2 separate regions of the Mus musculus genome follow, and region 2 is linked to region 1. A link is a contact called in public HiChIP or PLAC-seq data. All regions are on one chromosome and are shown on one strand. The core of a region is the stretch at or near the end of the contact, and the rest is flanking DNA. Distances in the headings are between cores, read along the strand shown. Region 1 has its middle 15 kb from the start of Gm15477. Region 2 has its middle 10 kb from the start of Gm5108.

What was found. HiChIP or PLAC-seq counts read pairs in DNA pulled down with a chosen protein or histone mark.
Region 2: a contact with region 1 is called in an H3K4me3 HiChIP or PLAC-seq map of the SCID.adh cell line, with 17 read pairs. The contact joins two enhancer-like sites. A contact is called at or near these places in 1 of 39 promoter capture datasets (pre-B cells), 8 of 484 Hi-C or Micro-C datasets (CD4 single positive thymocytes, the G1E-ER4 cell line, the HPC-5 cell line and 3 more), 3 of 115 datasets of contacts at active chromatin or transcription factors (the SCID.adh cell line, bone marrow-derived dendritic cells and intestinal villus epithelium) and 2 of 9 other capture datasets (adipose tissue and liver).

The regions. Positions count from the first base shown.
Region 1 is chr5:67,862,974-67,866,223 of GRCm38.p6, reverse strand. No RefSeq gene overlaps it. Among named protein-coding and RNA genes, the nearest start is that of Gm15477, 15 kb to the left of the region's middle. Within about 2 kb of position 1,488, at least 23 of the 459 cell types and tissues checked have an H3K27ac peak or open chromatin away from gene starts, as enhancers often do. A contact at or near this core is called in the SCID.adh cell line and intestinal villus epithelium, where this site is marked.
Region 2 is chr5:67,929,815-67,933,064 of GRCm38.p6, reverse strand. No RefSeq gene overlaps it. Among named protein-coding and RNA genes, the nearest start is that of Gm5108, 10 kb to the left of the region's middle. Within about 2 kb of position 1,439, at least 46 of the 459 cell types and tissues checked have an H3K27ac peak or open chromatin away from gene starts, as enhancers often do. A contact at or near this core is called in the SCID.adh cell line and intestinal villus epithelium, where this site is marked.

The DNA of each region.
Region 1 (3,250 bases), core at 239-2,738:
CTGGCCTGCATGGCTCTCTCAATCCTTGGCACACACTTCCCTGACTTCCATACTTTCCCACCCTTTACGCCTGTATAACAAAGGCTACACAGGCAATAATACACACACACACACACACACACACACACACACACACACACACACTTACAAGTGAGAAAACTGCAGTAAGAGAGGTTAAGTTATGCACCCAATTACAAAAGCCAGAAATAGGTAGTATTTAAAGGCAGAACTCTATCTCCAAGTCTCTGTGCCTAAGAACTATGCTATATCACTTCTCAAAATCAAGAGCAAAGTTTGCACAGCTAAGGCACAGCTCGCAGCTGTCTAGAAAAAAACCCAGCACCGTTGCATGGGAGAGACTTGTTGTGGTTGGTGTCAGTTATCTGCTTGACCAGACTGACTACCAAATTAACAAGACCAAATTGATCTCAGTTACCAGAACACACGTCGGGGTGAGACGGTGAGATATTTCAAAAGAAAACTGACATGTGAACAAAACAAACAAACAAAAAAGAGCAACTGAGGGCAAAGAACTTTCCTGCATATGGGCAGCACCATCTAACAAGCCATGGTCCCAGTAGAATAATAAGTAGAAAAGAAATCCAGTTAGCACGGGTTAGCTTCACTCTGCTTAAGCGAGGGTATGTCTGCTGCTGCTGCCATCCCTCTGGACAGCAGACTCCAGCTCTTCAGTCTTTCTTTCTTTCTTTCTTTCTTTCTTTCTTTCTTTCTTTCTTTCTTTCTTTCTCTCTCTCTCTCTCTCTCTCTCTCTTTCTTTCTCTTTTTTTTAATTTTCTAACATTTTGTAAATGTATTAGTGTTGATTTACCATATTTTAAAAGTACAGAATCATACAAGAATATAAGAAAAATTACTTCCTTTTTCTCATTTTTATTGGATATTTTATTTATTTACATTTCAAACCTTTCCCCAGTTTCCCCTCCCCAAACACCCTATTCCGTCCCCCACCCCCCTGCTTCTATGAGGGTGCTCCCCCACCCAACTACCCACTCCTGCTTCCTCGACATGGCATTCCTCTACACTGGGGCATCTAGCCTTCCCAGGACCAAAGGCCTTTCCTCCCATTGATGTATGACAAGGCCATCCTCTGCAACATATGCAGCTGGAGCCATGGGTCCCTCCATGTGAACTCCTTGGTTGGTGTTGTAGTCCCTGGGAGCTCTGGGGGTCTGGTTGGTTGATGTTATTGTACTTCCTATGGGGTTGCAAACTCCATCAGTCCTTTCTCTAACTCCTCCATTGGGGGCCTGTCCTCAGTCCAATGGCTGTCTGTCAGAGCCTCTCAGGAGACCAGAGAAGTAGATAGAGCCAGAGGGTGCTAACTAGTCTTATGGAGCCAGGGTGATATGATGGCTAGGTTGTATTGATAGCATGGGAGGAAACCAACAGGGATGAACACAGAGGTGTGGTGTCTAGGAACACACACGGTTTGAGATGAAGAGTTAATGACTTACAACAAGGAACATCAGGCAAGCTGAGGTGCTCCCGACAAGGAAGCCAACCTATGGATAAGAACACCTGCTGCCCTTTACTGTCCTGAAGCCACAGGAAACAGATTTACAAGCAGAAGTACAAAGTTCCCATTCCTGCCCTTTAAAACTCTCAAACCCACTTTGGCTGGGTTACATCCTCATTCCCTCAGAGACACTGCTGCCCTTCATGGTCTTAATCAAGGAAATCCAGAGTGGTCTCCTCCTGGGAGGTCGGCCTCCTCTTTCTTTCATTTTCCAGTCACCTCAGCCAATCCCAACCGAACAAAAAACACGATGGGAACATTTATTGAATATGAAGCTTGTAATTTTCTCAGCGCAAGGCCATTCCGGGAGAACAGAACAAAATCCTACCCTCGGGCGGTCACAGTGTCTCTGCTATGTCAGATGCTCAGACAGTTGAATGGACTGTGCAAACAGAGCCAGAGGGGTGTGCAGCCCACTCGCTTTTAGCCGCATTCTGTGTTCCTGAGCACACTGCATTGGCTGCCCGTGTCTACACAGAAGGAGGAAGGAAGGCTCCTTAACCTCGCCTGATGAATTTGACTGAGCATTTGTCAGGACTTTGAAAACTTCCCAATGTCAAAACAAGTGAGCTCAGGCTTCAAGGCTGCAACAAAAGGAGGCAGGCTTCTGAACAGAAAGCTGCAAGACAGATCGATTTCCCCCTTAACTCACTCAGTCTCCAGCGTTTGAATGCCTGCCAAATACGTCAGGTTTCTTCAAGGTGACCAGTACAGCTAACTCACCCTTATCCCAACTGCTACTCGCCAGGATTGTCAAAGCACATTGTACTGGGATAATGACTGTGGTTTAAGCCTATATACATACATGTCTACCTTCTCTGTTTGCTAAACAACCAACCAAAGTGGAGAGCATGCAAGCTTGTCCTTTTCTCTTATTATTTAGGATGAAATATTTATCGTAAGAGAAATTTGGCAGAGTGGCGAGCTCTGTAAATATACTTCTTAGCTACTACTGAAAATTGCATCTCACATTTTCACACCCATTTTCTGACCATGTTACCTAATATGTTATGGAAATAGGCATACAAAAGGAAGGATGAGGATTTAACTCCATAGATTTTTTTTTCTACTATCTGCTCTACAGGGAAATATTAGAAGTGCTCTTGTGTGTCACAGAGAAACATTTCCTCTTACCTACTTATGTCAGTAGCCATGCAAGGTGGCGCTTGCCTATAACCCGAGACCTTGGAATTGCAGAGGCAAAATCAGTATCATTAGTTCATGGGCAACCTGGAGCCACAAGGTGAGACCCTGTTTCAAAAGCAATTGTTTTTTTTCCTCTCTATTTTACATTCATCTGGCCTACAGAAAGTTTCTGGAGCTAGATAGACAATGTTGTTTTTTTTTAATATTAATTTTTGCTAAATGTAATGGTTTTGATCTCACACATCATAAGCTTTCCACATTTCAGTCAAGGAGTGTATGATATCTAGGGCACTCATATCCATGTCTTCAGAAAAAAGTTTTCATAAATTTTATCAATATAAAAGAAAATTCTCTTGCTTTTTTCCATCCTATATAATTCCTTTCAGTGACCACCTGAACACTCTGTGAATTGAATTCCATGTGTTTTTTTTAATAGGCATGTTTTGGGAATTGAGGGAGTAGGAAGTAATGGGAATTGGGACTTCCTTCCCCTCCTTCCCATACAATATTACAAAACTGGGACTAGATGGCCAAAGGGGGCCTCATAGAAACCCAAAAAAAACTCAA
Region 2 (3,250 bases), core at 190-2,689, 67 kb before region 1:
TATCTCTAAAGGTGGAGAGGATCGAAGGACTTAATTCACAAGGTAAGGTTTCTATAGTCTACGAGAAGTATCACTAACTATAGTCATTCCCCATTGCTTATACACGTTCACTTTAATGCCTAAGAAATCACCAAGAGAACAAGACATCTAAAAGCTATTCGAATTCAGGCCTTTGGGTCACATATCACTATCCACAGGGAGACTTTACCTCCAAAGGATGGGACACTCAACATCCACATGGACAGGATAACTCAGTTACCTAACCTCTGTCACCAGCGTCTCTGGTGTTCAGAGAGGAGCTGTGAGTGATGGGGTTGGTGGTCTAGCTATTGCCACTGCCAAACATCTAGCCAGAGGTAAGGACTAACACTGTCACAAATCCATTCTAGCCTTTGGGGGAGGGAAGTCCACAGACTGCTTTTGGAAAGAACACATTCCATCTGACTGGACAGATTCAAGGGACAATTTCATCATTACTATCCCTACACTCCCCAGCCAGCACTATAGCCAAGAGATCACAGAATATTATAAACCTCACATAAAATCACCATGAGGCCAGGTATCCTTAAACGGAGCAAAGAAGCAGCAGCAGTGGCCACGTGGTTACACCATCCACTGCTCCTACCACACACTGCCATCTAAGCTCCTGGCCCATGGAACACTCAAAGGACCCCGTGAACAGAACCTACCTCTTAGGATGTGGTATTGAGCCTATCCCAGTGCACTAGTCCTGAGTTCATAGTAGTGCTGCAGCCTGTTTACTTTGGGATCCTTACACACGGAGGTGTCAAGCAAACAAAAGGGCTACTATACTACCAGAGATAACGGAGTACAATTCTTAAGAGGAATTATGATGATCGCAAGAGACGAGGGGTGTGGAAGAACAAGGTGAGCATTCAGGTGCCAGTCTTTCCAGAAAGAAAGCAATTCGGCCCTGGTGATGACTCAGACACCTCAGAGATAAAGATAAATTGCCGTTCTAGGCAATGCACTCTGGCTGGTGGAAGTGTTAACCAATGGGAACTGGAAGAGAGAATAGTCAGTGAGGCAGGGAGTGGTGAGTACTAGCCATGGCCCTGGGATAACTGATGTTGCAGCTGCTAGAGCCCATCCCAGTAGCCCTGTTGTGCTCACTCAGAGTCCTGGACAAGCTGTACCAAGGTCGATGTGTGTCTAAGCTCAAAGGGCACATTGTGGAGAACACTATTGCTGCCCCACCCACATTGTGTAAACAGGGCAGGGAGGAAACCCTTTTCCTAGCTACTGTATCAGTTGATCACAACTCCTGGATACTTCTGTCTCTGGAGAACCGTACCCATAAAATCAGCAGGAAACAGAAGCAATGTCACTTGGGAGGCTGTGACCACTGTCATAAAACCTTGACACTGCTGATAACTATTCTTTCACTACTTGGGCTGGGAGTGATCTTGTCAGCCTGTTCTCCACAGCGTTCCTCTGAGATCAAAGTGAGGGCAAAACCACTTATTGGTTGTTTCCTTGTTTAACTACTCTCTTTGTCTCTGTCTCTCTGTATGTCTGTCTGTCTCTTTCCATCCCTCCCTCCTTCTCTCCATCCCTTCATCTTTTTCCCTCCCTTACTCTCTCCCGTGTCTCTTCCATGCCTTCCAGATCTGCCCTTTACAAGCTCTTCCCCCTTTCCCCTCCTTCTGTTTTCTTCTCTCTCTCTTATTCTTCTCGTTCACTCTTTGTTTCCTTTCTCTGTCTTTCTGTCTGCCTGTCTGTCTTTCTCTTTCTGTCCCTCCCTTCTTCTCTTCCTTCCTACATCTCTCCGTCTCTCTTCATCCTTCTACCTCCCTCTCATGCCCCTTCCATGCTTTCCAGATCGTCCCTTTACACCCTCTCTCATTTTTCCTCCTCTCTCCTTTCCCCTTTCTTCTCCTTCTCCTGTTTTTCTCTTCCTTTCATTAGCTTTCTGTCCCCCCCACACACACACACACATCTTCCCCTCCCTCTATTTCTCCCCCTCTCTGTCCCTCCTTCTTCTCCTTCCCCCTCTCCCTGTCTTCTCCCTCTCTCACTCCCCTCTGCCCACTTCACTTTCCTGTTTTCTTCAGTTCCTTTCCCCTGAAGTTCACGGCTAACCAATTAAATTAAGAACTTCTATCACACCCTTAACTTTCAGAAACTTGATCAAAGACATGTAACCTTAAAACTATGCCTATCTCCACATTATGACAGGAAAGGGGAACTTAAGAAGCTAAATCAAGATTAACATGAAAGAAGGCTCTTTGCAGAAGAAGCCCAGTGAGAACAGCACATACTAAACAAAGCCCAGGAAATACTGATGGGAGGGAGAACGAAAAACGACCTTGGCAGGATGCCTTTTGGGGGTTCTTTCCTCTGCCCAGTAGCCCACATCCACTCTTGGCAGTGCCTTTTCATTTCCTTTCCTGATAATCTCTTTCTATTCTATGCCTGTCTTAGAAGTCATGAATTTTTCTCCATCTCTCCCGGTGGCTGCTGGGCTTTTCCCCTAACTTGTATTACATTTTTCCTTAAATGTTAATAAAAGTAAGCTTCCTTTGAGTCCATTTCTAAATTATTTTATTAATGATATTAAGATACCCAAAAGGGTACCTTAATTTCCCTGGCAACATACATGACTTGTAAAACTTGATGAATTTCTAGCAAATCTCAAACCTAAACAGATGAGTGGACTCTATCCAACTTCATTGTGTACGTATATGGAAATGCCAGAATAAACCACTTATTTTGGACTGTTAAGGTATGCTGATACAACTTTAATATCTAAGGCTTGAAAGAAATTTGTTAAATGTAAGTTTGCAGTTAGTGCAAATTGTATGTTACATTACATTTAATGTCACTCCAATTAAGACACTGGAGTTCATCGAGTGGTGGGGCACTGCTTGTGATATGAGGTAGACAGCTCTCTGTTACATTGACGTGTCTTTACAAAATCATTACTCCAATGGTAGGACCATAGGAACAGTCACATAGAAAACTTAGTCACATGGAAAGCTTTCAGATTAGTTGTGTTACATGCCTCCCCGGAGTTGCCATCTGCAAATGAGAGAATCGCCTTTGGAAATAATTTTTCCTGTACTATGAAATTTATTCTGCTTCTTATTAATCATTGTTCAGGCAGTTTTTTCACAGACCTAACCTATTGCAAAAAAGATCACAGCCCAGCAATGGACTAGGTTAAATTTTTCTTAGAAATGATATATAAAGTCATAGATTTTTCACACACTAAAATGTGGGAGAAAAC